Regions from separate parts of the Mus musculus genome. Here regions 1, 2 and 4 are each linked to region 3. Evidence: chromatin contacts called from public Hi-C and HiChIP or PLAC-seq data. All regions are on one chromosome and are shown on one strand. Each heading gives the region's core, a stretch centred on a gene start, on an enhancer-like site or on the middle of the called end of the contact. The rest is flanking DNA. Distances are from core to core; before and after follow the strand shown.

What was found. Hi-C and Micro-C count contacts between places; a contact is called where the count stands out from the background. HiChIP or PLAC-seq counts read pairs in DNA pulled down with a chosen protein or histone mark.
Region 1: a contact with region 3 is called in a Hi-C map of bone marrow-derived macrophages, with 18 read pairs. The contact joins two enhancer-like sites. A contact is called at or near these places in 2 of 484 Hi-C or Micro-C datasets (bone marrow-derived macrophages and group 2 innate lymphoid cells), 2 of 115 datasets of contacts at active chromatin or transcription factors (bone marrow-derived macrophages and regulatory T cells) and 1 of 9 other capture datasets (adipose tissue).
Region 2: a Hi-C map of regulatory T cells shows a contact between it and region 3, with 2.7 times the contacts expected there. The contact joins the promoter of Hcls1 here to the enhancer-like site in region 3. A contact is called at or near these places in 5 of 39 promoter capture datasets (the 3T3-L1 cell line, hippocampal neurons, liver and 2 more), 4 of 484 Hi-C or Micro-C datasets (CD4 T cells, LSK cells, natural killer cells and 1 more), 5 of 115 datasets of contacts at active chromatin or transcription factors (Th17 cells, bone marrow-derived dendritic cells, bone marrow-derived macrophages and 2 more) and 3 of 9 other capture datasets (adipose tissue, embryonic stem cells and liver).
Region 4: an H3K4me3 HiChIP or PLAC-seq map of bone marrow-derived macrophages shows a contact between it and region 3, with 3 times the contacts expected there. The contact joins the promoter of Wdr5b here to the enhancer-like site in region 3. A contact is called at or near these places in 9 of 39 promoter capture datasets (the 3T3-L1 cell line, the C10 cell line, embryonic stem cells and 3 more), 7 of 484 Hi-C or Micro-C datasets (the N1E-115 cell line, Th1 cells, embryonic stem cells and 1 more), 6 of 115 datasets of contacts at active chromatin or transcription factors (bone marrow-derived macrophages, embryonic forebrain, embryonic stem cells and 2 more) and 2 of 9 other capture datasets (embryonic stem cells and pancreatic islet).

What each region holds. Positions count from the first base shown.
Region 1 is chr16:36,745,990-36,748,689 of GRCm38.p6, reverse strand. No RefSeq gene overlaps it. Among named protein-coding and RNA genes, the nearest start is that of Slc15a2, 38 kb to the left of the region's middle. Within about 2 kb of position 1,424, at least 12 of the 459 cell types and tissues checked have an H3K27ac peak or open chromatin away from gene starts, as enhancers often do. A contact at or near this core is called in bone marrow-derived macrophages, where this site is marked.
Region 2 is chr16:36,933,549-36,936,248 of GRCm38.p6, reverse strand. Hcls1 (hematopoietic cell specific Lyn substrate 1) reads right to left here and starts at 1,266. Exons shown (of 14, transcript NM_008225.2): 1 at 1,175-1,266.
Region 3 is chr16:36,475,619-36,478,318 of GRCm38.p6, reverse strand. No RefSeq gene overlaps it. Among named protein-coding and RNA genes, the nearest start is that of Stfa3, 22 kb to the right of the region's middle. Within about 2 kb of position 1,263, at least 82 of the 459 cell types and tissues checked have an H3K27ac peak or open chromatin away from gene starts, as enhancers often do. A contact at or near this core is called in Th1 cells, Th17 cells, bone marrow-derived macrophages and 1 more, where this site is marked.
Region 4 is chr16:36,039,740-36,042,439 of GRCm38.p6, reverse strand. It overlaps Wdr5b (WD repeat domain 5B), which reads right to left and starts at 1,250. Exons shown (of 1, transcript NM_027113.2): 1 at 1-1,250. The coding sequence starts at 927.

The DNA.
Region 1 (2,700 bases), core at 175-2,674, 270 kb before region 3:
CAAGCCTCCTATGTCTGTCACCGCCCCCACATCATCAGCGTCAAACGCACATAGCTATGGTTGGCTTTTTAACATGGGTTCTGTGTATTTGAACTCAGATCCTCATGCTTGCCCACTATACATGCTTGACCACTGAAACATCTCCCAAGCCCCCAGTTTCCTATTGAATAAAGTATACTAATACGTTAGACTCTCCAAAGCGGAACACTCAAGTCAAAATCAGAACACTCAAATCAAAATCAACTTCATAGATCACTTAGTGCTACAAAACTCTATCTTTAAAAATGTTCATGCAACAAACAACAGCAAAAATCATGTGAGCAAAGAGTGTTAGGCCAGACAGGGAATGGTGAATTGCTCCATCTCAAACCTTGGTCCCGGGCTGGCGAGATGACTCAGTGGATAAGAGCACTGACTGCTCTTCCAAAGGTCCTGAGTTCAAATCCAGCAACCACATGGTGGCTCACAACCATCCGTAATGAGATCTGACACCCTCTTTGGTGTGTCTGAAGACAGCTACAGTGTACTTACATATAATAAATAAATAAATCTTTAAAAAAAAAAAAAAAAAACACCTTGGTCCCAGCTGCTTCATAGTGGCTTCTTAGAGAACTCTGTTGAGAGGGACTTTGAGGCTTTGTACAAACTCAGCAGAAAAAAAATAAATAACAAAAGGCCCCATGGAGGACAGGGAAGTGCAGCATCCTCCTTATGTTCAACTTTCTATTTTTAACTTCTACATCCTCCAGCATCATCCAAACAGCTACAATAACTACTTATCATTTCCTCAAAATACTATGCAATACTTGCCACGAACCTCATTGTTTTTCCTGACTTTCATGGTCTACACTGTTCTTTCCTGAACTTCCTTAGTTATTCATCTTCTTTCTGAAGTAGTCTAGCCACCTCTCGTACCACTTTGGAGTGTGTATCAACATCCCTTGATTTATAGATGGCATGTGTGTAAACTATATGTGGTTTGCTTTTCAAGTTGGATAATAAACTTGTTGAGGGCCGTGGAGAAATGTAAAGGCACATGCAGTTTTGTAAGTTGACCAACAAATACTCAGGAGGATTTCTCTTTGGTATAGAAACAAAATGTGTCCATCAGAAGCTACAAAGGTTTCCAGTCTTAGTACATATGCCTATCTTTGTGTGCTTGTAAAAACTGACCCGTGTCAAAGGCTCACCAAGAGCCCAAGGCTGTCTCTGGGGAGTGGAGGCCATTGCTGCTCCTTCAGTTAGCAGGACAGTAACCTGAAACTGTGGCTTCCACCAGAACAGTATCTGAATTTCTAGAATATTCCAGCCCTTGTTTAAAAACACCCTACTTTCAAACTCTGGAGACTGCTCAACCAGCCAGCCTCTTCATATGCCGTTGATTTGGGTCATGTGACATTCTTCTATCGTCCGGACACTCCCTGAATTCCTCTTAGTTCAGCTGCAGCAGAGAACACCACTGGTGCTGCCTTAGGTAAGGGCTATTGTTGTGCAGAAGTGTTCTTATTTCTCTTGAAAGTCTACATTGAACCCATTACATAAACTCCTAGAGCCCGTGAATCACTGACAGTCAACTCAAGAGACCATTTGTTTTGTGTCACCCAAAGTAAACACAGTGAGATGCAAATTGGTTCACTGACCTATGACTTTTTAGTCTATATCTGATTCCAACTATTAGTAATTACTGTTTAATTCATTCAGTACTTCTCCAAAATGTGTACCAAGAAACTAAGAGGGCACTGTGACAAAGTCATAGTACCAGGCACATTTTGAATCTTCAAAAGGAACAAAAGCACTTGGGTATTATATAAACCACTATCTCAAGAGAGGTCACAGTTTTAACACTGAGTAAGGCTATATTCCTATCAGCGACTTTACCATTTCAGAACTGTTGTTTTATTGCTTGCTATGGTTTTAAAAAAAGGAAAGACAAACTTTATGCAGGAGAGAAAACAAAGATGGCGTTGTCTGACCTACTTCTAGAGTTAGAGAATTTGTTCCACACTCAACAAATACATGCATCGCATAGTAACTAACTGTTGTTATTTAAGAACTAAATGAAAATACTATTTTGCCTTTCAGTTTATATGTATTTTTTCCCCACATGGCTATCAAGTTGTTTGAATATACTTACTTAGTTGTTTGGACTTAAGAAAAATAGAATAGTTTAGTAACCCTTTTTAGCCAAGAGCATAAAAATAGGCACTGATAGGTCAGAAGACACGAATAAATTTTGGAAACCATAGTGTAGTCTCACCAGTGATTAAAAGTTTAGATAGATAAAAAGCTTTGTATCAATATGGTAGACATTTGCTTTGGGATGATCCAATGAACTAAAACAGAGAGAACTGGAGGAGTGAGGAGCAATGTGGAAGGAAGGAGGATGAGAAGGTAGGAGGAAGATGGAGCTGTCAGTCTAAGAGACTATCTGGGCAATCGCTGAGATTTAGAATTTATGCTAAACACCTTACCTCTGATAATAGTTCTTAGTCTTGGGGCTTGGACCATCATGTTTGCTGTGGCACCTTCTGGATTTCTTCTGCTCTCATTAGTAAATAGTCATTTCCCAAAGCCCCAAATGTTTCCTCACTACCCTGGCAGTCTAGAGCCTTCTACAGTTAAGGATTATCTGGGTATGCCCATGGGGGTGCTATACTCAATTAGTACCTAGCCTTCCCAGTGCAAAATGCTTAGTAGTAG
Region 2 (2,700 bases), core at 17-2,516, 460 kb before region 3:
GAAGATAGGTTAAATAAAGATGTGGGAAGGAGTGGTGAGTTACCGTGGCCAGAGTCACTGTGAGCTATTAAGAACATCTGTGCCTCCCCCAGTTGGTATTAGCTACTAACAGGGGGTAAGACACATAAAGAGAACCTATGACCCACAGCTTAAGGCCTCACTTTGACATGTCCTGGCTCTCAGGCTACTCTACCACAGAAGGAAACTGGAAAGGAGAAGTCAAATACATTTATGAGCAATGAGGAAGCAGTGAGGTCCGATGGTCTCATCTTGCCTGATTCTCCAGGTCTCAGTTCATCTCTCCCATCAGCCCCTCATGCTCATGTTTAAGAGCAAAATAACTTACTATTCTTGTACTGTCGATTACTAATCAGGAAAGCTGCTAACTTAAAGTAGGAGGCTGGAGACAGGCAATGAATGCTGGGCATATCCAATACCTGATGACAGGACTGACTTATGGCATCCATAGGTGAGAGATCCATGGACACTGCAGTAATATGACAGCCCCTGTGAGACCCCTGTCTGTCACATGACACAGAGTCTATACTACTTAGTCAGAGACTAGACTAAGCCATCCATCAATATTAACTTCCTTGGGCAAGTCACTGATTGTTGTGATATTGTTTCCCAATGTTAAATAATTAAGGGGTTAACACAGTAGATCCAAAGCTCCCTCTGTAACACTCTGGGATCCCCACAGACATACAAAGTTACACCAGCTGAAGTCATGTTTGCATTTGACTCCTAAAAGCACTTGGCTCAGCACCAGTGTTCATTGGTGGTTAAATCCTGTCCCCTTACATTTCCCATGGGCATTTGTGTCCCTGTGAGGCCATACAAAGGCACACTTTGTCCTCATCTTCCGTGGGTCGCCTTCAGGTTAGCACACTGGGGCAGCCACCCTTTAGAATGGGCTGTGTAGATCATCAAGGGCATACTAGGGCCCAGGGTCCTAGATATGTGCTCAATCATGCTCCCCGAGTGCAGGCCATTTCCTTGTTCCCATCCTCAGATGTTCATTGTCAACCACTGCACACAGTCCTTAGGGCCATCAAGAGTTCAGCATCTATTAGTAAAGACCTCCCTTAACAAGGACTAAGTGCTATGTAGACTTCTTTTCCATACTTCCCTGTGCTCCCAACCCCTCACAAAACCCCCAGCTCAGAGCACCCACCTTTACTGGTTCCTGGTTACGGCTTTTCACATCTACACCAGGCGCCCCCTCCAGCGGCTGCCACTTCAGGGTAAGTAACAGAGCAGCTGCTCCAGTTCCGTTTTCAGGTTTTCTGTCATTTCCTGCCACACTGTCCTCACAGCTACTTCCTGAAGTTTGAGTCAGTTCCTTATACTTTGAGTACTTAGAAGGGTTAAGTGTTTCTGTGTCTAGTATTTTGCAAAGTTTTTCAGGTCACGGGAAAGTTATAAAAATGACCGTGGAGACACATCCCTTATCAGTTAAGACACAATAAGAATGCTGCAGGACTGCTCTGTGTCCTACGAAGGACAGTTGCATCTAAGTAAAAGAATTCAGAACAAGGCAGGTGTGGTAGTGAACTTCTGTGATCCCAGCACTTAGGGGTACCCTGGGCTACAACATTGTTGTAGAAGCCTGGTCTGAGGAAGGAAAAATGTGTGTGTGTGTAGTCTGCAGCAATCAAAAAAAAAAAAAAAAGGCTTAGTGGAAAAATGATCTGTATGTTAATTTTGAAGGGAAGTCTTAAAAACAATTTCTCCTCCTTGCTTTCTGCAGTACCTGAGACTCACACATAACTCACGAGGAAGGGAGAAGGCAGAACGTGGAGGGAGAAAACTCCCTAGCTTGATGGGAGGCTGTGTGGAGTCTGAGCTCACTTACAGAGTTCTGACTACTGGCCTTCTCTAAGCTGGTGAATTGAACTCTGACATACTCTACACTGTCAACATCTGCAGCCCTCCCCTTCTAGCTTCAAGTCAAGACATGCTCAGGTGACTTGTTGAGCCAATGAAATAGACCCTTTCTGATGTGAAGGCCACTGAGAACTTTGCTATGCTTTTACTGGCTGCCTTTCAAATAACCACCTCCCTGCTTCCACCCTCCATTCCTCACCCACCCCCGTCCCAAGCATGGCTCCTCTGGCAGCCTGGAGCACTGACAGGCAATAAAGATAATGAAAATAAAGTTCCAAGGATCTCTGGTTGAAAAATAATCCTACTAAGAACTTGCTTTTGCATCTGAGCCTGGCTCTCCTTATCCCAGTCATCTGTGGACTCTGACTTGCCTGGCTTACAGAGAATGAACCCACAAGGGTCCCAGGTTGGTGAAACTAGACAGAAGGGAACATTCTGTACCAACAGAAAGCATCTAAAGTCACTTCCCAGGGGATTGATTCTAGACTTGGAGCACTTTATTTGTTCTAATAAGGCTATTTATAGTTGAGGAATATGTAGAAAGGGGTAGCCTTAAATTAGGGCTAGACATTGTACCTCACCACACAGCAATGCACAGAACCATAGAACTTCAGCGATGACACCAAGGAAACCCACTTCCCCCTCACAAACACCCCATGTTCATCCCTGAGCAGAACAGTGCTGACATACAGTGAGCGTTGAAGCCAAAGAGAACAGGTTCCCATTAATCCTCTTCTACCCTGTGATACTGGGTCAGCTTTTCCCAAGTGGCAACTTTGTATAAGAGCATGATGTCTACCCAACCCGCATGAG
Region 3 (2,700 bases), core at 14-2,513:
AACAAAAGCTCTATCATGAACCTTTGAAACAAGAAGACATGAGGTGTTTACATCGAACCTACATTGCAAACAGGATATGTCACAGGGGAAGCTTTGGGATAAATGGCAGCCCAGAGGACAATAATCCCCGCACTAAGAGGGCTGAAAGGGGATGATGTAAGTTCGAGACCAGTAGGGGCTACAGGGTAAAGCCCTGTCTCAAAAAAATGGACTGGAAAGATAGCTGCTCTTCCCGAAGACCCTCGTTCAGTTCCCAGCATTCACACGGTGGCTCAAAACCATCTGTAACTCCACTTCCAGAGGACCTGACTGCCTCTTCCAGCCTCTATGCCCCCCCCCCCCACATGATTCACAGGCATACATGCAGGCAAATACTCACACACATGAAATAAACATAAATATATTTTAAAATCCACTGTCTTTAGGTGAACAGATTACTGCTGTCCTTCAGATGTCTCCCCCTGGATGTCCAAATTTAAAGTTACCATATGATCCTTGCAATGCCTCTTTCACTAAGCCTTGGATAGAGCTCAGCTCTTCCCACCCTTTGCTGAATTCCAGTATAAAACAAGCACCTGAGAGTACCGTGTGCTAAAGAATCTCACCCTTCCTAACGCTGTGACCCTTTGATACAGTCTGTCATGCTGTGCTGACTCCCAATCACAACATTATTTTCATTGCTACGTCATAACTGCAGTTTTGCCCCTGTTGTAAATTGTAATGTAACTAAATTCCTGTGTTTTCTGATGAGCTGAGGCGACAGGTCAGTGGACCCCCAAAGGTTGAGAGAACCGCCGTGTTAAAGTCCTAGTAAGGAGCTCCTAATTACTGAGTGGCCTGCAAAATGGCTCCCAATAGTGTCCATGTCCTGGCCCGCAAAGCCTGTTATGTTAATGGCCAGTAATGAGGTTGCATGTGGAATTTAGGTTGTTAATCAGACAACCCTGAGATCAGAAGTGTGTCCTAGGTTCTTTGGGTGGGCCCAATGTTATCTCCAGAGTCCTTTCACGTAAAAGAGGGAGGCAGGGAAGCCAAAGCCAGAATTAGAGAGACTTTGAAGGTGAAAGTGGCCATAGAGCAAGGAAAGCGGAAGCCAGGAACGAGGCTGGTTTGCCGGCCTCCAGTCTGCCGGCACTATGATGTAATCAAGCAGATCTCCAGATACGTGAAATGATGCTTCCGGGTCATGTGAGGTCTGGGTCTCAGGGTCTGTGGTAACACACTACAGCAACAACAGGAAACCATGACACTTACCCTTTCAGGGTCTTGGCTTCCTACTGTGTGGGAGGAGGTTCCCCGATCTGACAGTGTATGGTCACAAGTCTTCCTGAGCCATGAAAGATTTGTTCAAACCAAAAGACTGTGGGTTCAAACCACGGCCACTTCTGAAAAACCTCACATGCTGCTGGGAACTGGCAGTCACGAAACTAAACACTGCAAAGGTAAATCAGATAAATCCAAGATGCCAACACAGTTTAAAGGGCCACTGGCAGGCCTCCTTTAGAAGAGATACACACCTACAGAGACATACAATCACCTACCCTCTGAGTGCCAGAGTTAGAGGAATGGACCACATGCTCGTGTGTGTGTGTGTGTGTGTGTGTGTGTGTGTGTGTGTGTGTGTGTGTGTGTGTGTTTAATTCCTAGTCCCCACATCTACATCTTTAAGTGCAGGGAATTTGATGCCCTTTTCTGACCTCCTCAGGCCACCACACATATGCGGTACGCATCATGCACTCAGGTGCACACACACACACACACACACACACACACATTAAATATTTTTTAAAGATTACATATTAAGGCTATGACTATTTTAGAGTGGTAGCACACTTGACTATCAAGTGTTATGCCTTGGCTTAATCTCCAGCATTGTCAATTTTCTTTTTTAAAAATAAATAAAATAAAAGGTATTTCTAGGTGACATGAATCTAAAGGGACTCAGTGTCACCAAATGTGGCTTGTTGTACTAGAAATGCAAATGCAGTCTTAAAAGGGTTTTTTTTTTGAGATTTTATATATTTTATTTTAATTTATGTATAGGGTTTTTTGCCTGTATGTGTGTCTGTGCACTGTGTGTGTATATAGTGCCCTCAGAGACTATAAGAAGGTTATAGATAGCATGTTAGAGAATTAGAGAGTTGTGAGCCGCTATGAGGGTGCTGGGAATTGAACCTGTGTCCTCTGAAAGAGCAGCCAGTGCGCTTAATGGCTGAGCCAACACTCCAGCCCATAAACAGAGTTTTATAAGAAGTTTAGGAAGTGTCGTGAATTCTCTCATGGTTTCAGAAAACTGATTGTGTGGAAGAATGGCTTTGTCCTTAAGAAATGCATGATGAACAGTTTCAGAAAGAGCTGAATAAATACTAAAATATATATCACAGAAATTAATAATTGTTTGATCTACACGGTGGTTCAGTGGTCTTTGTTGCATAGTCTGCCTGGGTGTTTGGAAATTCTACAATAAAAACTAGAGAGAAGGGAATGGAGGAGTGGCTCAGAGGTTAGGAGGTCAGAGGTTAGGAGGTCAGAGGTTAGGAGGTCAGAGGTTAGGAGGTCAGAGGTTAGGAGGTCTATGACTCTTACAGAGGACCAGGGTTTAGTTCCCATCACAAGTGTCTGGCAGGTTACAATCACCGTAACTCAAGCTCCAGGGCAGCTGACACCCTCTTCTGGCCTTCTCAGACACCCATGTGCACA
Region 4 (2,700 bases), core at 1-2,500, 440 kb after region 3:
GATGTTTTTTGTAGGGTGACAGGCTGCTGAGATCACCACATCTGTGTGACCTTGCAACCTCTGTACAATCTCTTTAGTCTGAAGATTCCAGATGTAAACCATGTTGTCCTCTGAACCAGACACAACCCACTTTCTACCAGTAACCGAGAAACTGGCAAATAGGCAGTATTTCTCATTCTTATGACCAGTGTATGTCTTCAGGCATCTGCCCCTGCTGTAATCCCACAGTTTAAGAGTATTGTCCAAAGTTGCAGTGAGAATGTATTTACCATTTGGAGAAAATTTTACAAAAGACACTGGAGGGTTGCCTTCATCAGCAAGTGTCCTTAAACACTGGCCTGACGCAGCATCCCAAATTCTACAAAGCCCATCATAGCTCCCGGACACTATCAAGGACCCATTACAATTAAAATTTACGGCAGAAATGGGGTCCGAATGTGCAGACAAAGTCTTGAGGCATTTTCCTGTTTTTACTTCCCATATTTTCACACTCTCATCAAAAGAGCCCGAAACGATGAGGTTGGATGGTGGGTTGAAGTCACAACAGAAGACGAAATCGCTGTGCCCCTTCAGTGTTTTCAGACATTTTCCAGATCTCATATCCCATACCTTTAGAGTCTTATCATCTGAGGCTGAAACTAGACGACTAGAATCTGAAGACCAGGCAACATCTGATATTTCCAGACTGTGACCATAGAGTGTTTTCTTACAATTCCCATCGTATGCTCCCCAAATTATAATTAGTGCATCAGCTGCAGAACTCGCTAGCCATTCGCCATTAGGACTAAATTTAACTGATGATATGGCCGCCGAGTGCCCCGCAAGAGTAAGTCTGAGAGCATAGTTGGGTTTCTGCGGCTCTTCCTCGCGCCGGGGGGCAGAGAGAAGTGACTGTGCTCTCTCTGCTGGCAGATGCTCGGTCGCCATAGATCCGGCTCTATAATTTGCGCGGGCTTCCCGCCCTGAAACTTACAGAAGTTAAAACTTGCGGTTGGAAGGCGGATGGTTTTGATTGTAACATGGGCTCCTCTATAAGGTCCGTTCCCAGTCAGCAACGAAGTTTGAACCACTCCCCGTCTTGCTTTCTTCTATAGCATCACGGATCACAGTGATCCTGGGATCCGTACTCGTGTCAGATGCTGTCAAAGGACTAGGCCGATCCGCGGGGGTTCGGGGCTGCACCTTTCCTCTTCCACGCCCTCCGCAGCTCCAAAATGTCTGGGAACCTCAAGCAACAGATGACGTCACACAAAACAGGATTTATGAGAGGCTCAAGTAGAGCCCAGGACGACGCTAGGTACGCATCCTGCCAGGCTGCGCACGCGCCGAAGGAGACATGCATTTTCTTCCGGTTCTCCAGGACAGGAAGTTGACACTGAACCCGGTTTTTTTCCCTGAGAGAGCTGGGTGCAGGAAAGGGCGCAGCAGGCACTTCATGAAGGCTGTGCATATTGAGGGTACCTCTGTCCACACCCACCCCGACTGAGTTTAGCTGCCAAGATTATAATAATAATAGCTGCCTGTGTGTGTACTTTGCGAATGCAATACCTACCCTCAGGGTCAGGAGTCCCATCATCCTGGAAATGGAGTTACAGATGGTTGTGAGCTGCCTGTAGGTGCTGGAAGGTCCTCTGGAGAACTGCCAATGATCTTAACCACTGAACTACATCTGAAGCCTGGACTACGGTGACTTCTGATATAGAGATTATATCATCAATTCAAAAACTTTCCATTTTTATTAACTCACCTAAAGCACATTGAATAACAAATTTTAGGCTTTATTTCAAGTAAATATATATTTTTCTAATGACTAGAAAACCAAAAGGATATAATGGGTACAACCTAGGAGCTAAACCAGGATGGTGATGGACCTTTAGTTCACTACACACACAAGCACGAGGGACAAAAGATGCGCAGACTTGGTACGTTGGTAGGATTAAGACATGACTTGAACTTTGAAGGGTAAAACGCACTTTTTGATGTGTAGGATACCTTGTGTATAAATAGCATTGGGGACTCCCAAAAAGAAAAGGCTGTAAGTAAAACTGTTTGTCGTTACTCATGGTCTAATATTAACAAACTGTCCTAACAAATTACTAGGATCTGCTTAGCTCTCAGGAAGGAGATTTGGTGACAGTGTTCACCAGGAAATAGTAATCCTAAATGGCAGCAAGCAGAGCAGGATCCTGAGCTCCTAAGCAGTAGCATGTCTTCCTTTAAAAAAAAAAAAAAAAAAGATTTATTTATAATATGTAAGTACACTGTAGCTGTCTTCAGACACTACAGAAGAGGGCATCAGATCTTCTTACAGATGGTTGTGAGCCACCATATGGTTGCTGGGATTTGAACTCCGGGTGCTCTCAACCACTGAGCCATCTCACCAGCCCGCATTTCTTCCTTTTACAACAAGCTACCCTTCGCGTAAGGGGACCTCTAGGTTTTGCTTTGTTCACTGAAAAAAAAAAAAATCAAAAATCTGTTTCTCCTTTAAAAAACCATTTAAAAAAAAAAAAAGAAACATGTGCCAGACTTATATGGTCTTCGAAGATTACTCCTATCTGGACTGTTTTAACTGGTTTCCTCAAAGCAGCTTTTGGGAGTAGAAATCCAGTTCCCAAGCCTCTACCCAATCTGGAAAACCTATTCAGACTAAACAGGAAGGACTGAGCACCGCCTGTAACTGAGTAGCTTTAAAAAGCT